3 separate regions of the Mus musculus genome follow, and regions 2 and 3 are each linked to region 1. Evidence: chromatin contacts called from public promoter capture Hi-C data. All regions are on one chromosome and are shown on one strand. The core of a region is the stretch at or near the end of the contact, and the rest is flanking DNA. Distances in the headings are between cores, read along the strand shown.

The links. Promoter capture Hi-C pulls out the DNA fragments that hold promoters and counts their contacts.
Region 2: a contact with region 1 is called in a promoter capture Hi-C map of pre-B cells. The contact joins the promoter of Ddx3x here to the promoter of Kdm6a in region 1. A contact is called at or near these places in 4 of 39 promoter capture datasets (cranial neural crest, frontonasal cranial neural crest, maxillary cranial neural crest and 1 more) and 1 of 484 Hi-C or Micro-C datasets (uterus).
Region 3: a promoter capture Hi-C map of pre-B cells shows a contact between it and region 1. The contact joins the promoter of Nyx here to the promoter of Kdm6a in region 1. A contact is called at or near these places in 2 of 39 promoter capture datasets (cranial neural crest and pre-B cells).

What each region holds. Positions count from the first base shown.
Region 1 is chrX:18,161,203-18,163,958 of GRCm38.p6, reverse strand. It overlaps Kdm6a (lysine (K)-specific demethylase 6A), which reads right to left and starts at 1,384. Exons shown (of 29, transcript NM_001310444.1): 1 at 787-1,384; 2 at 512-575. The coding sequence starts at 953.
Region 2 is chrX:13,279,668-13,282,423 of GRCm38.p6, reverse strand. It overlaps Ddx3x (DEAD box helicase 3, X-linked), which reads right to left and starts at 1,402. Exons shown (of 17, transcript NM_010028.3): 1 at 1,267-1,402. The coding sequence starts at 1,311.
Region 3 is chrX:13,459,731-13,462,486 of GRCm38.p6, reverse strand. Nyx (nyctalopin) reads right to left here and starts at 1,397. Exons shown (of 4, transcript NM_173415.5): 1 at 1,004-1,397.

The DNA of each region.
Region 1 (2,756 bases), core at 135-2,634:
ATAACCCCATGCAAACTCTTTACGGACCTAAACTACGTGCAACTTCCCCCTTCAGGGAGCAGAGACAAGAAGCCATCCCGAAATGTTTGACTAAAGCAGGCATCAGGAACAGACTGCCTAAAGAGCCTTAATAACCAGGGAAGATAACGAGCGGGGGATTTAAGGAAATCTACAGCTGTTTACGAACTCATGACCCTCCCTAGGCACCTCAGAGATCATCCGCCTAGCCTCCAAGGGCGGTAAAATCGTAGTCAATTTGGAAGCCCCACATGAGCTTGGCCCCAAAAGCGCCACTGCCTCTGTCCTCTGGCTCCAAGAGAAGTGATCTCTCAAGAGAGCAAGCGAGGTATCAGGGGGTGGAGGGGAGCGCAGTAGCAGGAAATAGTTTTCCGGAAGCCCCTCGGCCGTCTTTCGAGGCCACAATGAGTGGTGACCCGGCCCCGGTGCCCCAGGCGAGCGCGCCTCTGGCTCGAGAGACCGCGTCCGCGCTCCGGCCCGCGGTTTGCCTTACCTTGCCCAGCAGGGCCTTCATCCTGGCGCCATCTTCATGAAACCTCACGAACCCGAAAAGGCGGCTGCGGAGAAAGACACACGCCGCTCGTTAGTGCCCCGGCATCGGCGCCGACCCGTCCGTGCCAAAGCCCGAGGCCCGGGCGTCAGCGGAGCCGAGAGCGCCAAGCCGAGGTGCCCGCCCCACGGCCGCCACAGGCTAGCCGCGCTCCGGCCTCCTCGGAGAGTGGCGCCAGCCTGTCCCGAGCCGCCCGGGCGAGTGCCCGCTCCCCGTACCTGTCCAGTCCGCCGAGCGCCTCCCTCTCCTCCGCTGTCAGGCTGGGGGACGCCTCCTCGCTCTCGCCGCTCGCTTTTCCCGCCGCCATTTTCTTTTCCTCATCACCGAAAGCGGCGGCGGCGGCGGCGGCGGCGGCGGTAGCGAGCGACACTCCGCAGGATTTCATGGAAACGCAGCGAATTCACAACTCCAACGCCGACACCCCCCCTCTCCGGGCCGGAGCCCGCAAGGACGCCTCCAATCTCCGCACAAGACCGGCACACCAACTTTATTTCTGCCTCCTCCTCTGCCGCGAGAGGCGGCAGCGAAAAATCCTAACGCGGTAGAGGTGAAGGCAGAGGCAGCAGAGGCTGTGGAACCACTGGGTCCGGAGCGGCGACGGCTCGGCTGTAGGGTCACATCGCGGGGATGGGAAGGGGGCAGCCACAGGCAGGGTCGGCGGGAATGGCCGGAGCGCGCGAGGAGCGGGAGCTCTGGGGGGGATTCGTAGGAGACACAAACTTCCCCGGCACCAGCACAAAGTTGTTGTAATTGTGTCACACAGCGAACCCCACGCCGCTGCCGTGACCCCCCCCTCACAGCCCGCTCGGCGCAGCCAACCAGAGCAGCCCCTCGCCTCACGTGACCTTTGTTGACTCGCGTCAGTCGTGGCTCCACTTAACTTGCTAGCTGCTTTAGCCCCGCCCACCGAGGCCGCCACAGATCCGAGAGCGGGATGCTCGCCAGTTCTGGTCGGTGGTTGGCTGATAGGCACGTCTGTCCGGAGTAGGGTTGTCACCCAGTGGGAGCAGCCGGTTAGGTTGTGCTACTTAAATACACAGGCAGAGAATGGAGGGGTCCAGGCTGTGTCCCTTCGGGAGCCGTGGTGGGATCGGGGGGGGGAGGGGAGTGCTCAGTCTGGGCGAGGTCCGGCACCGCCTGTAGCGAGCGCCAACGAGAAAGCCTAGGACAGCCTCTGGCTGCCCGGAAGCCCTAGGGTGGGCCAAGACTGTGATTTCGGTGGTCCTGCTAGCGCTCGCGCACTCCGGGAATATCGATCCCGACAGGGCTGGACACCAGCTGAGTCGCGGGGAGGGAACACTCGGCCCCAGACCTCTGCCCTCGGAAGAAGGCGCACTGCTAGAAATAATAGCCTCCACGAGGAGTGCGCCAGAGGAGCAGCAGCCGGCTTCATACCCTGCAGCCTGGGCGCCGCCCTAGACAAGGCCACGCGAAGCCCCATACCCTTTCAAAAGGGGAAGGGGAAAACGTCTCCCGACCCCCGCCCACTCACCCCAGGCAGGGAGGAATGAAGAGTCAGTCGCCTGCAGGGGGTCTGGCGCGCTGGCTCCCGCACCCCACCGCCAAAGGTCTGTCTGTTGGCAGCACTTTCGGGCCAGATATTCCTGCTGCTTGCATATACCCTACGCCCTAGCAGTAATTCGTTATACTATAAAGAAAAAAACAGAAACAGTGAAATTTGTCGAGGGGGATTTCAGAATGTTGGGTTCTGTTGCTGTCATCTCAGTGGGTACTCCATGGAAGAGTAGGAGCTGTATGTGAACTGGCCTTAGAGAAATAGAATCCTCAACACAGCTTCCTGCCAGCCTTTTTCTGCTTCCACTACATAGGAAACCCTTAGCAGTAACATTTGCTTGTTCTGTCCCTCAGGTACAAATAAGTCTGGTGTTTGACCCATAGTATAATCAGGAGATAGACCAAACTTTCCATCGACTATTTTGAAAAGGCAGATATAATGTGATGTATCTCATCACACCTCCAGTCTTTGGGATAGAAAATATTAGTAAATGGACTATATGAAGAAAAGATCCGTTTATAAACCAAGCTTTATATGTTTTATATAAGTTTACACCTGTAATCAATAGGGTATATTTAAATTTAGATTTCAGAATATATAAGTGCTGAGTCAGTAAATCCTAGCTGTGTTCTTCAATGAGAGACTATAAAAGTCCCAACTAATTTTGCAGAC
Region 2 (2,756 bases), core at 153-2,652, 4.9 Mb after region 1:
AAATATAATTTCCAATATAGTTCAACAATAGTATCATTTTAGTATAAGTATCATTTAGAATGGAAAATGTTACCAGTGTCCCTTAAGTTACAATGTGTCACAACATGGAAGATTTACTGTAGCAGGTCATAGGTCAGGCAGAAGGCACCAGACCCTCATCTCCTTGGCCTCTAAATCTAGAAATGGAGTCTCGATTAAGTAATCAGAAACCAGGCCTGACCAATCTCCCAATTTTACTTCGATGGCAGCAACAAGTTATCTGTTGCCATATTCTGGGCATTTTGCCTCTAGAGGATCCCAGAGTGGGCCATCACTCGCAAGGCGCGTGGTCCTCCCTTGCGCCCAGGTAAAGGGCGGGCGTGCCCGGCTCGGGCCGCGCGGTCGTTTCCTGGAGCCTAAGGCTGAGCAAGGGCCGCGCCGGGTGGCTCGCGTCACCGCCAAGCCCGGCGCAAGTGCGCACGCAGCGGCCCTGGCCTCCCTCCCCCTCCTCCCCCCGCCCAATCCGCCCTGAAATTTCTGCGTCACAAAACTTTCCACTCGGGAACCGCGGCCTCCCCTGCCGCGACGCACCGGGCCGGCGGGGCCGAAGCAACCCAGCTGGCTTGCAGGCGAACCCGCTGGCGGGCAGACCCGGGGGGATGGGGATGGGGGTGGGGGGGCGACCGCGCAGCACCGCCGGCCTGCGCCACACAAAGGAGGCCGCCGCCATTAGCCCGCGCAGAGGCCAGCCCCCCTCCCGCGGCGCCCCCTCCCACATTCCAGCGCCGCGGGGCCACTCGGCCAGCCCGCGCGCCGCCGCCAGCTCCCTAATTTCCAAACCACAGCCACTGGGGCCATGGAAGCCCAAAGCCCCGGAAATCCGGGGCCAAAACCATCCACCCGGGCCCCGCCACGCCACGCGGGGCAATCTCCCCCCCCCGACCGCCCCGATCCCCACCTGCGGGTCACTAATCAACCAGGGGACGCGCGTGCGCCCGAATGCGCGCGCCCCCTCCCCCTCCGCTCGCCTGCGCACAGACACAAAAGCCGCCATTGTGCTCGGGCCAGGGACAATACCGCGCACCGAGCCGAGCCGGAGGAATCACCGGCTCTAGCACTCCCCCCGCAAGCATCCAGTCCCTCCAGAGCCCCTAGCCACTGGCCACCCGCCGGCCCGAGCCGTCCAGGGAGACGGGAAGGCAAAAAGCAGAACTTAAAGAGCTGCGCCACAAGGCAGGCTAGGGCAGGGGGCAAAGTGATGCAGCGACCCCCGCGGCTCAGGCTCACCTGCTGGTCCAGCCCGAGCGCATTTTCCACTGCCACATGACTCATCCCTGAAGAGTACCGAGAAATCGGAGTCTTCCGCTGCTGAGCAAAGGCTGCCTCTACCGCAAAGGCCCTCTCACGGGAGAACTGCGGCTTTGAAGCGCACCGCGCGGCCACCGACCTTATATACCGACTCGGAGGACTGCTACGTCAGCACGTAAGACGTGTGCCCTCCTCTCCCGGGCGGCCGGCCACTGCCGTTAGGAGCTCTGCCTGCTTACGGTGCGTTGCTCGGCTGAGTCCCGTGAGATTTCCTAATCAGTCCAGTTACCCGCGTCCTCGTCGGCTCATAAAGAAGCCTTGGGTATATGTGGTTCTGGTTCTCCTGGGTTTGCTATCCCCTGGTCTCCACCGGTCCCCTAATCTTACTGTTTTCTCGAGATCTCGCGAGAAATGATTGCTGACCGTCCTCTAGCCTTAAGGCCCTAAGCTTTAAACTAGGTTGATTGGCTGCTCCTCCCCTGTGTACCCAGTTTTCGTCCTTCTTTCTAGCACTCGTCCCTTCCTCTCCGTCCCCGGGCGTGGAGATGATGCAGTGGGCTTTGTCTGGCCTAACTAATGAGCCCTGGCTCTGCGTGGAGGGCAGTGGGATCACGTGACCGTGGGTGTCCAGCAAGGTGGCCATCTTGTGAAGAAGGGAAACTCGCTTGACTAGTGCTGGGAATGGGAGGGAGGGACGGGAAAACTGCGGGAGGGCGGGGAGGAGAAAGGGGGAAGGGAACTAGAAATGAGAAGCAGAAAGGTGGAAGGCTGCATGGTGACCCGAGTCCATCTGAGCAGGGACTGTAGGGGATGTGCGGGTTGCTGTAGGCTTCAGATCGCCGTTGCCTATAGATAGCATCACTCCCACAGCCCCACTCTGAAGGAACAATAAAACTATCTCACGCGAATCTAGAGCCGGCAATCCAGGACCCTCCCGGGACCCGGAGCCTCTCTCGTTTGTGAAAGAGTCACTTATTGTAGGCCCCTGTGTCCTTCCGCGTGGCATTCCTGGCACCAGCCTGTGGCTGTTGGCACAGTAAGGGACCCCAGGGAGGCGAGAATGTGTGACTGGACACAACCTGTGTCTCCCTGACCGAGATAACTTGCCTCAGGCCTCTCTCTCCACTAGACAGAATATGGAGGAAAAAGGGGTCTGTCATCAAACGGGCCGATTCTGGTGGACCCCGCTTCTAGGCGGACCACCCCCCAAGACTCAGCTTCAAAAACACATACCCTTAAACAACAAAACCAAAAGAATATATTGAGCCCTCAGCTTTTAGGCAATGGCAGCACACAAGTTACCTAAAAGATACTCCTTTCTGACCCTCAGTTTCACAAATAAAACACAGGACTCAGCACCCCCCCCACCTCAACCCCAAACCCAACCCCCCCACCAGGGGCCTTCTGCTGCCAGAATTCAAACAATTACTTCTCATCACATAGTTTACTGTACAAACTCTTCTACTTTT
Region 3 (2,756 bases), core at 148-2,647, 4.7 Mb after region 1:
TAAAGGTTCTAAAATAAGTCAATTTTGACTCTCCTCTTTTCACAAAATTCCACACCAAGTTGTTCTAATCAGACGAAGCTTCTTCAGAAAACTTGAGGTTACAATGCTGAAGGCAGAGCAAGGAATTGGTCGCCTAGGTTATGGTTGGTTTTTGTTGTTTTGCTTTTGTTGTTTTTTTTTTTTTTTTGTTTTCTCTCCTGAGATTCCAGTAAGAAGCCAAAGAGTCACCCTCACTGCCTATGTGAGATCAGGATGAGGCACCCCTAAACTGCCTTAGCTGAAACCATCCTTTTGTTGGAATCCCTGGCTCCTTGTAGGGCTGGGGGAATCGACCTGAATTCACAGCCTTAGCTCTGGACTGCAGCAGGGGACGCTACTTATTCTGCTGACTCTCAGAATGACGTCACCCCAAGGACAGGCCCAGACAAAGTCGGGATGCAGGCTCGTACCGGATTCCGGGTCCTGCGCACAAAGCGTGCCTTGGCGGTCGGTCGTAGAGGGGCAGCTGGCCACGAGTCCCCAGTATGAACGTTTAAGTCCCTATTCCTTCCCACCTCTCTGGATTTCGAAAACTAGTTCAGCTCGCTAGCCCGGGTTAGCAACCACTCGTGACGCACCAGGGGACTTTTTCCCTCTCAAGGTCACGTCCTTGCGAAACCTGGACAGCCACTGCGGGTAACCCGTGCTGCAGCCCCGCCCGCTCCCAAGGTCTGGTGGGGCGGGGCATCCGAGCATGGGCCCCGCCCTCCCAGGCTTGCCCATCAGAGGGCGCTGAAGCTCCAGCGCTGGACCAGTGCCACCGCAACCTATCTTATCGTCCCCGCCAGGAAGCAGGCTCCAGCATGGCGGCGCGGGGGCGGCTGCCTGGCCCGGAAAGGCCCGGGGCACGCCTGAGCCGGAAATCTTAGTCACGCACCTGAAGTCGCTGGAAGGCTAGCTGCCCTGGTCAAAGGACAGCCTGCCAAAAGTCCCTCTGGAGAGGGTCCTTCAGTGACCTACTCACCTGACTGACCCTGGAGTCAGGAGGGTGGATAATAAGCCAGTCTGACACAGCACATAAAGGGTTGGCCCAGGATTTCTTCTGCTGTGCTTCTCAACAGACTCGCTGCCCTAATACTCCAAAATGCACGTTCCAGGAGCTGCATGTGAAATCGCCACTCTCTGTGGCCTCCAAAAATAGAGCTGTAGGCCCATCTGCCTTGCCCAAGGAAAAGACCCAAACTCAATGCAGCAGGGAACTGCCAAGTATCAAATCAATGTCCCAGTCTCAAAGAGGCCTCTGAAACAATGGTTGATGGCGCTGACACATGCTAAGAGGTGAAAGAGGTCCTGGGACAGGTTTCCTAAGCCACCAGCAGCACGGCCAGACAACAGTTGAAATCAGTAGTTATGGACCTAAGGAGCTAGAGGCTTTAGAATAAAATGTTAGGGGGAAGAAAGGAATTGTTCTGATCTGTGATCAGAAGGACTAGGATAAGAGGAATTGGGCAGAGTCCCAGGAGTGAAGGGTTAGTCAGTCCATAGCAGAATTGCTGCATTTTGGCAAGTCCGTTCTGAAAGCTGAAAGTGAGGTGACCTTCAATGGGTAGTCTTCGGCACACAGGGCAACAATGCAGTGCAGCAGATTTGTCCTTTTCTTTGTTGATTTAGCTGGAAGCTGTCAGTTAAAATAATCTCATCTGATCTCTTCCTCCATTCTCTGGCCTGTAACTTAATTTAGAGAGTTTCAGAATTCTCTTATCACAGGTATTCAAGGCAGGCAAAAGATCCCGGAACATCTGATTTCAGAAGACAAGCCATCGAAGATACCTGAGTCTGTGCAATGTTGAGCCACCAGGCAACTGAGTCTCTGCTGATGACCTGTCAGAAAAACAAATGCTGGGAGAGGCTTGGGCCTCCCTGCTGCTCTCAGATAGGCACCTTTTGCCACTTAGAAAATTAGTGTTTGACAGACATACACGAGGCTAGAGCTTGAAGCTGACCAGCAAAGAAAAGATACAAAGGCTTCCACTTTCCACCTGTCAAAGGAATGGATCTAGGGACAAAGAAGTCTGTCGGGCCTGAGATGGGATGGGATCTTCCACCCCACAAAACCCCTGAGGCGTCTATTTGAAAAAATGGGTGAGCTTTAAAACATTTTCCTCACCTGGACTTGAATTTAAAATCCTGTTAGGTTTGAGAGTCGCCTTTCCTGGATACATGTGGCTACCGTTCCTCGTGAAAGAACCCTCTCCTTACAGCAAATGGAGGCTACCACAGAAAACCACAACTGGAGCAATAGATTCTAGGGAGCTCAGGCCCAATGGATACACCTACACCACCACTCCTGCATCTATGACTCAGGGAGCATCGATGAAGAGAAGGAAGTCTGCTGTGAAATGGTCTCTCCTACAAATGACTGCATAAACAAACCAGAACAAAGGTAATATCACAGACATGTTCTCAGGGAAGGGGAAATCCACCAGGCCCCATCCTTAGGCAAAGAGCTACCTACAGGCAACTAATGGCTTTGGGAAAGATGACTAGCCTCTCCCAGTAATGAGCATCCTTAATTGGTTGTCTAATGCAGAATGGTCAGCCTTGAACACACATACACACACACACACACACACACACACATCACCAACAAAAATGGACTGAGCAGGTTGGATATGTGTGTGTGTGTGTGTGTGCACACGCGCGTGCATATTTCATACTCACATGCACACAAATATGTATGTAACAATAAATAAAATATGCTATCTACTTAGGAGTAT